Regions from separate parts of the Anas platyrhynchos genome. Here region 1 is linked to region 2. The links are chromatin contacts, called in public Hi-C maps. All regions are on one chromosome and are shown on one strand. Each heading gives the region's core, a stretch centred on a gene start, on an enhancer-like site or on the middle of the called end of the contact. The rest is flanking DNA. Distances are from core to core; before and after follow the strand shown. Region 1 holds the start of PEX11A (peroxisomal biogenesis factor 11 alpha). Region 2 holds the start of FAH (fumarylacetoacetate hydrolase).

Region 1 (4,593 bases), core at 1,619-4,118, 280 kb before region 2:
CTAATGTGAGGATCCCCACCAGAGAGGAGAGGAGGCCACAGAAACCAATCACTCCTGGATTGGTCTTGTAGATCCCCAGTGTATCCAAAGGACCCGTGAGATCACAGAGATTCTTCACCATGTCGAGCACCAGAGGAGGATGATTTTTAAGTATCTGAAACAGTAGGAGGAAAAAACCGTGCACGCCATCACATTTCAAACCATTTAGTTCGTGATTTCGTTTGTCCCGGGAAGAATTCTCCTTCATCTTTCCTTCCTGTACAGCTTGCTCCAGCCTCCACGAGACCTCATACCAATCCCTGGCCAGGTTCATCAGCAGCGAAAAGTAGTAGCACTTGGTGGCCCAGTTCCGCCACTTTGGCACGTCGATGTCAGGCTGGAGTCCAACGCTCTTCAACCACAGGACTGTGTCGCAGACGAAGTACAGGGCACGGGTCAGGTTGGAAGCCGTAAGGCAGACGCGAGGAACCACGTCTGGCAGCTGCGTAGTTCTCCGGGCTGCTACCAATGCGTGCACCGTGTTGCCCAGTCTGAACACTGCAAGAGACACCACGAAGGTTAGCGTGGCTGCTGCAGAGACACAGCTCTAGGCAGCGCGACTCGGCACGTCACTGCCCATAATTCATAAACTTAACAGGTTTCAGGCATTTGTATGCTTAAACATCTTCTCCACTCTTAAGGGAATTGTGAGTTCGCAGTGTGAGAGGCTAGTATTAGGGAGGGAAGGGGTGTAAATCCCTCAGTGTTACTGTCCTAAACACAATTTTGTCAATAGCCAGGAATCACCAGCTTTTCCTGCTGCTCCATTTTCAGTGCTTGGGTGTGCTCTGGACCCACAGAACTCTGAACAGGGCAGTGACACAAACAGAGCCTCCAGTGTCAGTGGTACTCTGCTGTGAATTTCATTTAACACTGGACAGGAGGTGATGTTACTGCATAAACCCCATTGCCACCACGAGCTGCACCTTCCCTAAGCTTCTGCAGAAGCTGGGGGCTTACATGCTGAGCACGCTGACACCCAAGTCCCTTCTCAGCCATGAATTTGTGAGAGGTGCACATCGCTCCCTGCAAACAGGAGCAGTATATTCCACTTCCAGCTATAACACGTAGCAAACCCTATTTCATGCCCTGCACAGGTTAGGTTTCACCTCATGAATGTTAATACAATACCACACAAAATACTTTTAATAACCTGCTGCACTGTAACAGTGACAGATGTTGGCTGTACCCATGTTTAGTGGAGCTGCAAGCGCCCTGAATTTCGGCCTGAAGCCTACCGGAGGTTTGTTTAGCACAGACAAGAGAATTATGGCTGTGCTGATAAACCAGCTGGCCTCTCTCCTGGAAATTACCATACTCCAGAGCTAATTGGCATAATAAAACAAATCTATGGTAACACATTAAATCAGCGTCCTTGCCGCACATGTTGAAACTGCTCCAGAATTGAGTAATTGATAAGTAGGTGTAAGATCAAGCCGAAAGCACACAGGACAACCACAGCAACAAACAGCACAACCCCAACAGGGTGACATGGAACAAAGTGATGCATACAGTTAGAGCACAAGAAAAGGAGAGACGGGGAAAAAAATTAGTAGAGTGTAAGTGCTAAAGAAAAGTCGTGTGAAGTAAAATGTAAGAAGCCACGTTGAAGGATGGTTCTTCAGAGGTGCTTTTCAGGGGATGGGGATCTTTAGTAGTAAGCCACCTTGCTGGGAGGACTGACAGGAGTGCAGTGAGGCAGCGGTGTGCCAAAACTCCTCGTTCTGTCCCAAAACAGGGCTGACAACTTCAACTCCTGCCTGTTAACTCACTGCTCCAGCCCTCCCTGCAGCAACTCATGGCAGAGGAGGCTGGAGGAGCGACAAATGCCTTTGTAGCCGTGCAGATCCTGCCAAGCCAAGGCAGGGTAAGGATGCTGACAGCTCCATGAGTCCACCAGAAGGGTTTTGTGTCCCCAGGAGGCGCTCGCCCCCGGGGACCCCGGCACTTACTCTTCCGTCCCGAGCTCATGCTGGCTTCCAGCTGCTTCAGCTTCAGCACCAGCTCCTCCTTCTCGGCCTGCCGCTGCAGCACATAGCCCAGCAGCATGCAGGTGTACTGCGTGGCTCTGCAAAACACCACAGACACACGGGCTGAGAGCACGGCGGGCACCCGGGGACCCCGGCACAAGGGCCGAGCACTCACCGTAGGAGCCTCTCGCGGCCCTGGCTGCGCTCGGTGAAGTCCACGAAGCGCTGCATGGCGCCGGGGCAGCCCCGCCGGCACCGGCACCGGCACCACAACGGCGGCCGCTCCCGCTCCGCCCCGCTCCGCCCCGCTCCGCCGCCGGAACCCCCCCGCTCCGGGCTCTGCTTCCCCGGCCGGGCCGCGGCGCTGCCGGCCCGTTGCCATGGCGACCGGCAACAGCAGGGCAGGTGCGGGGCGGTGTCACCGCGAAAAGCTTCCCCCCCCCCCTCCTCCCAGGTTGTTGTTTTTTTTTTCTTTTAATGCTTTTTCATAAATCTTATCCACCTCACTCCTAAACTTTGACTTTATTTATTTATTTTTTAATGTAAAATATCAGTGTCTTTGCCTCCGATATTCGCAGAGCGGAACAAAAACAAAGTAACAGAGGGGATGCAACAAGTAGAAATAAACAATACAGAGAAACTTTGCTCTGCCCACTCCCAAAGGAACCCTCTTCCCTCTTAACTATCATTAACCAGATTTTCTTTTTTTTCCCCTTTACCTCATGAAAGTAGATATTGTGCGATTCTTCGTTCTCCTGCACCTGCTGTGGTTACTGCACCGGTGCTGTGCTCTGCACTGCGAGAGGCAGCACGATGCCCGCGCGTGTCCGGAAGCATTCCCTGGAGATTCCTCCGCCATCTGAAGAGGACTGGCTGAAGGATGATGAGGAAGACTTCTTCCAGCAGGATCCCGAGCGAATACGCGATGTGTTGCCTCAGCCCTTCAGGATGGCCAACAAACTGGTGATGCTGGTTTTTGAAAATGCTATGGAAATCATCGAAAGAAGGGAGACGCTCCGAGAAGCACAAAAACTGAAGGGCCAGCCCACAAAATGCTTTCCTACAGCTGAATTCCAGGTACAGAGCCCCTTACACCAGGGACAGCAGCAATTACCTTGCCAGTTTCTCTAGTGAATATCCATTCAGTTGGCTTTACATCCTTCTGTTCATCACCTTCCTCAGAATCCACCACCATCTCCCCGATTCATTTCAAAAGGGCTGCAGTTTCTCAGCTTGTCCAACAGGTTCTGCTTGCCACCCATCTATCACATCTCTCTGAAAAGAAAGAAGCAGGTATTAAAGAGCATTAAATTCACCTTCTGCTTCCTTGGCTTGCTCCACCCTTGTTGAGCCCAGAAGGTAATTAGTCAGTAGCATACAAATGAGCAAGCTCAGCTTTGTGTAATAGTGAATATGCTGTGAGCAGGTTTTTCTTTTTATTTTATTGTTATTTTTATTTCTGAGAGAAATAAACTCTCTAATTCCTGACCAAGCAATCTCTGTGACAGAGATGTGACCTTCTTCCCCTGCTCTTCTGATGAAAGCTCATGCAAAAGCTTCTCCCTTGTAGAACAAATCAGCCTTTGCTACTGGTGAAAGGTTAGGAGATTATTGCTGGTGTGGCTGATGTATCCCCCTCATCTGTAGTGGTGGGGTGCACACATCTTTTCCTCTCTTGGTAGGTAACTGGAACAGCCAATTGCCTGTCAGTGTCTGGAAAATTCATCTTTGTTGGTCTGTCTGTGGGTCTGGCTGCCTTCAGGATGTACGACTGTAAGCAGGTCTGTGTTTGGGATGCAGTCAAGACAGAGATTTGTGTCATCCGCTCCTCGGACTTGGGGAACGAGCACCATGTCCTGCTCACTGTGGATGAAATGGGTAGGTGTGACATGGGTTTCCCTGACCTGGCTGGTGGATGGCTGGGCTCTGGAGCTGAAGAGTTGGTAGCTGCTTTATGGAAGAGTGCTAAATCAGGAGGAATGTGAGCGTGGCTGTTGTATTTCCTAGAAAGCCCTGCAAAGAGTGTTAGGTAACGGGTTGTAGGGTGATAGAGTGGCCCTAGGGCCTTGGGATTAGGAAAGGGTGTGGGTTTGGTGTCCTTGCTGGAACAGCAGAGGCAGATGCAGGGCTGAGGCTGAAGTGCAGTAAGTTTTAGACCAGATGGAAAGAAGCATTGCTAGGTGTGACCTCCTGCTTGTGCTTTGTTTCAGCACCTGTAATTGTACAGCCCTGTGGTGAATAAGTTTGTTTGTTGATTCGTCTGAAAGCTGTCATTTCTGGCGGAGGTGCTTTTCAGACTGTCTTATCCATCTCTGTGTACAATCAAGTGTTTGCTGGTAATGACATAAGGAAGCCACTGGAAGCAGTGGGATATTCTTCCTTGAGCCCAGAAAAAAACACAAAAACATAGTCCTGTCCACTCTCCTGCAGATATTGTAACAGCCCTCTCCCAAGAGCATGGCTACCATCTGTTCACTTTCCTCTTCCTATTTCTATTCCAGGGCTTGTCTCGCTCTTCTGCTTTCACAGGGAAAGCTTCCTACTCATTAAGATCTTAAATGAGGTGGTAAGTACTGATTTAATT
Region 2 (4,514 bases), core at 1,819-4,318:
TAGCATCTGTCATCTGGATTTTTCCTGCTTTATTTTCATGGGACCTTCCACTGGTGTTTCCTTTACTTACAATGCATTGATCCATAGGCTGTACCTAATCCAATGCCAGCTAAGTTCTGGTTTATATATATAGAGAGAACTTTTTACCTATTCACTTGTAACTACAGGTAAGACTCTGATTTCCAGAAGCTTTCTATCTTGTACACTTTGGTATGCAGTGCTATTCAGATGTACGCAGTTGCTTCTACCTTGTATATTGATCCATACTGCACAGGGAGTTCTTTGCGCTTCCTTTGCAGTGTCACTCATGTCTGACAATGAACTTTAGCTGGGGACGTGCCTACAAGAGCAAAAGTCTCCAGCTTTAAGTCAGTGATTAGGCTGTGGATCCATGCATGTGTGACTATCGTCCTAAGTGATATTGCTGTGGGGTTTGTGATCCACTGTCTGACGAAGCACTGCCCAAACTTCCTTGAAGATGAAGATGGGTGAGAGAATGAATGGTTCCTGAGACAGTTTCTCTGGTGAGCTGTTCTTTTGAGGTTTGAAATCTGTAGGTTTCAACACTGAACACTGCACAATCACTGTCCCTACGCTCCTTAGTGGATCTACAGGCTTGTAAGTAATCCTCTTGGGGGGGGGTAGAGGGTATTTTTTTTATGATTTTGTCAGGGGTATTCATTAATTTCCTTTTAGTTACAACTGCCTGTTTTCTCAGATCAGAGTCAGTGCCTCAACTATTCATCCATCCTGGTCATCCATATGACAAAGGTTGAGTGGTTTGTGTAGTAGCACAGTAAATTCAGCCAGGGTTGCTTATCACAGAACATAACAGTACGCTAAAGTAAAACCAATTCCTCTCCAGATGGTACTGATCCCAAGTTGAAACTTCACTTTGGTGACTTGCCTGCTGCTTTTGAGCATTTGTGAAATAAATGAGATTGCATGGCTTTATTTAAAATGTTAAATTTTTAATCAAAGCTGACTGCATCCTTTAAAATTCTGAATGCTCTTTAAAAGCTATGGCTGGCAATTAGTAGATAAAGCACTACATTCAGCATATAAACACTACGCAGCAGAAGGAGCTTTCTCTATCAGATAGCTATGGAAAGTGATTTGCAGGACCCAATAATAATGAACTATCTTGAGCTTGCAAAAATGGTTTAATCACAATTTATGGAACACATGTGTGGGTGTTTTTAATAGTAAAGGAGGGTATAAATAACTCCAGCAAGTTTCAGTAATGGTCTGCTCCTATGGGTCAAAGATCTTACAGTTCCTCACAGCATTTGCTAAATTTTCTCTGACCTAGCACAGACAAGGGAAGAGCAGCAGCATCTTCTTTCATGGCTGTCTCTGCTTTCCTTCTCAGTTTGATTTCTTCTCTATTCACTGTTTCTGGTCTGTCTTCCTAAAAGTGTCTTTTTCATACATGCCCCTCTAGTCTGCCTTTCATCTGACAGTGACACTTCTGGGCTAAGCAGAGAAGATGCTGTAGGTTTAACAGTGGAGGAAAAAGAATTGAGCTTTGTAAGTTCTGCTATCTGAGAGACTAGAAGAAGGAAGGGTAGGAAAGCGGCTGCCCTTGGAATTCACATAATCTCTTTACCACTGCCTGCTGTGAAGCAACAACTCTTCTGGCCCTTGATTGTATGGTAGGAAATGTGACTGTGCCAAGAGGAAACTTGACTTGCTGTGTGGTGGCAGTACTCGGCCTAGGTCAGTATTAGGCAATTCTGTTTCTACACATCATTCTCAAAGCAACCTAAAAACCTTTGTGGCCTGGTTTATGCAGATAGGAGTTAAGAATATATATCAGGACCATATCTTTCAATAAGCTTGCATTTGGACTGGAAATCCTTCTTTCCCTAACAATAAGAGTTGTGTCATCTTTGTTTGCTTTGGCATTAGCTCCACGTTATCATGGTGGTTGATCTGCCTCTCAATCTGGATAACCAGTAATGCTTTATATTTTGTCATCAGCTTGAGGTTAGCAGATGAACACTTTAATTAATACCAGCGTATTCACAGCACCACAAAACACTTGAATAAATCTGTTTTTTTCAAGATGCACGCAGTGTTTGATACATACTTCCAAGGTCTTGTTTGGAGTAAGGTTATATGCACAGTTCCTATAAGCTTGGCACAAAACCTCTTCATTGTGTTAAACATTTTAAACAATCATTGGAATGGAGTTGCACCTAAGATACTGAATTTGCCTACAGGAAATTTTACAGGAGTCGGTGCTAGGAATTGTATTGTTTTAAATAAGACCCCATGCCAGACAGCACCATGTGAGCTTTCTTCTCCACGAGGGAAGAGCTGTCACAGATGGGTGGTTGTCAATGGTGTTGTGTCATCTTACACTGAATATCTGGCTCTACAGCTTGCTGTGTTTCTTCTAATGAGTCTTCTCTGCCAAAAAATAAAAAAAAATTAAAAAGTTGAGCAGCGACTCAGTTCTTTGGTTTGGCAGTCACAAGCCATCTAACTTTTTATTGAAAAGGGGTGGTCTTTGCTATTTAGTTTTAATTCCACAGATATTTCCTCATTGGTTACTACTTTTCCTGAATATGGATGTCCTGTGGGTAGGAAAAAGCTGGGGCTGGGAGCAGAAAAAGGCAAAAATCTCCCTGTTCTTTCTTTGTTGTTTGTACGTGTTTTTAAGCAATTGGGGCTATCTGGGGAAAATAGGGCTTGGGTACTGCATTACAAAACTGCTACGCACGTGAAGTGCGGTTTCAGGTGCAAGTTGTGCAACTTTCTCAGGGTTGCAGTGCTCCTGGGAGAAGACCTGCTCCATCTGACGTGGGCATCATCATCTCGCCGTCGCCCTGGCAGGTACGCAACCCACGGGAAGCAAACCAGCAGCGTGGCCCTGCTCTGACCACGCCGGCTGGAGCCATCTGCTGGGATTCGGCCACCCGCAAGGATGCAGCCAGTAAAAGGCGGCCCTGGTTTCACGGAAGGGTTTATCAAGCAGGAAGAGCCTGTTTCTCGCCAGGAACAGTTACCAGCTGCTGACTCACGCAAACCTCTGGCACTAATTAACTGCGGCGGCTGCCAGCAGGAGCAGGCAGAGGGGTGGGATGGAGACGGGGCTGCGATTGGTTTGGGGCCGAGGACGGAGGGTGGGATTTGGTGCTTCTGTGCTCCCCTTGGCGACATCTGGAGAGGTTCTTCCTTCCAGGTAGGAGCACAGCAGCCTGGCAGGTTCGTAAGCAGGGACTGCTGGCACTCAGCATGTCTTTCATCCAGGTAGACAAGGACTCAGATTTTCCTCTCCAAAATCTCCCTTATGGTGTTTTCTCCACGAAGGAGGAGGTGAGTAACAGCATGCGTTGCACTGGGCTGTTGTAATTGTTCGGAGCCTATGAATAAGAGGAGAAATTCCCAGCAGCGTGGGATAAGGAAAAACTTCACAGGCTGGGACATGGGTGCAGGCTTCCTGGTTTGAGAGCAGTAGCTGGCACGTTGTCTTTTTGCTTAATGTGGTTATTTTTATGACAGCTTCCTTGAAACTATGGAAAAGAAAGGGAAAGTGTTAGTACTCCCGACGAGTATTTTAGCTAATACATCCTAGAGTTTTTATGTGGTTTTGACTGTTGGGGTTTTGTTTGTTTTTGTAAAATCATTAAATCTGATCCTTTCACATCACTGTTTGCACTGACTTTTTTTGAACTCAATTCCTCATTCTCTTTGTGACTGGGTATAATTACACCTTCACCCTCAAGAAGCCACATTAAATACCGATTTCATCTGCCGTTAACTCTGTAGCATCCAGTCCTGTTTGCACAATATGAACTAGCATAGGGGGAAAATGAATTCTGTCCTGAAATAGCTGTATTTTCAAGTGAGTGCCTTGTTCTGTTTTATTTTAAGTGCTTGCTCTTCATCAGTTTGGTAGAGCTGGGTGCAGAAGCATTAAGCAGGGCACAAACTGTGTCATTTCCATCTCTGCAGCTGACCAGTTGTGGTTTATTGGGCGTAAGCACTGCAGCAATGTGTTAAATGTGCTAAAGTCCTAACTGCTATGCCCAAAGGCTACATCTTGAGCCAGATTCAGGCCTTGTATTTTATCCATCACGTAAGAAAACGTGGCTCAGCCTTTTCCAAAGAAGGTGGCTCCCAGTTCCTACGTGCTGAGCCCAGTTAGGCTGACTGCTGACCTCAGACCTGCAGACACCCGACCTGCCAGAGCCACTGAAATGTGCCCTGGAGAAGAGAGTGATTTCTGGGAAGGAAAAGCTAGAGGATTGTGAACTGAAACTTTGTTATTATCTCCTGCTTGCTGCTGTCTCCACTTATCAATACAGGTTCAAAAAGGAATTTAAGCCCAAAGATTGTGTTTTCTGATCTGGTATTTTCCCAAGATAAAACGAGATGGTTCATTTAATCTCTTCCTAGATGCGTGTGTTGTTATCTAACAAGTTTGGATTATTTTTCCACTTTCGCCAGTGACTGTTTGCTGAAGAAAACATCTTTGCCAAGATCTTATTAAAAGGCAGAAATTA

What was found. Hi-C and Micro-C count contacts between places; a contact is called where the count stands out from the background.
Region 1: a Hi-C map of skeletal muscle shows a contact between it and region 2, with 2.7 times the contacts expected there. The contact joins the promoter of PEX11A here to the promoter of FAH in region 2. A contact is called at or near these places in 2 of 8 Hi-C or Micro-C datasets (skeletal muscle and subcutaneous adipose tissue).

Annotation. Positions count from the first base shown.
Region 1 is chr11:16,946,747-16,951,339 of IASCAAS_PekinDuck_T2T, reverse strand. It overlaps PEX11A (peroxisomal biogenesis factor 11 alpha), which reads right to left and starts at 2,868. Exons shown (of 3, transcript XM_072043595.1): 1 at 2,729-2,868; 2 at 1,992-2,107; 3 at 1-537. The coding sequence starts at 2,868. It overlaps WDR93 (WD repeat domain 93), which reads left to right and starts at 2,823. Exons shown (of 15, transcript XM_072043593.1): 1 at 2,823-3,086; 2 at 3,692-3,887; 3 at 4,511-4,575. The coding sequence starts at 2,823.
Region 2 is chr11:16,670,913-16,675,426 of IASCAAS_PekinDuck_T2T, reverse strand. FAH (fumarylacetoacetate hydrolase) reads left to right here and starts at 3,068. Exons shown (of 14, transcript XM_005027150.6): 1 at 3,068-3,324. The coding sequence starts at 3,244.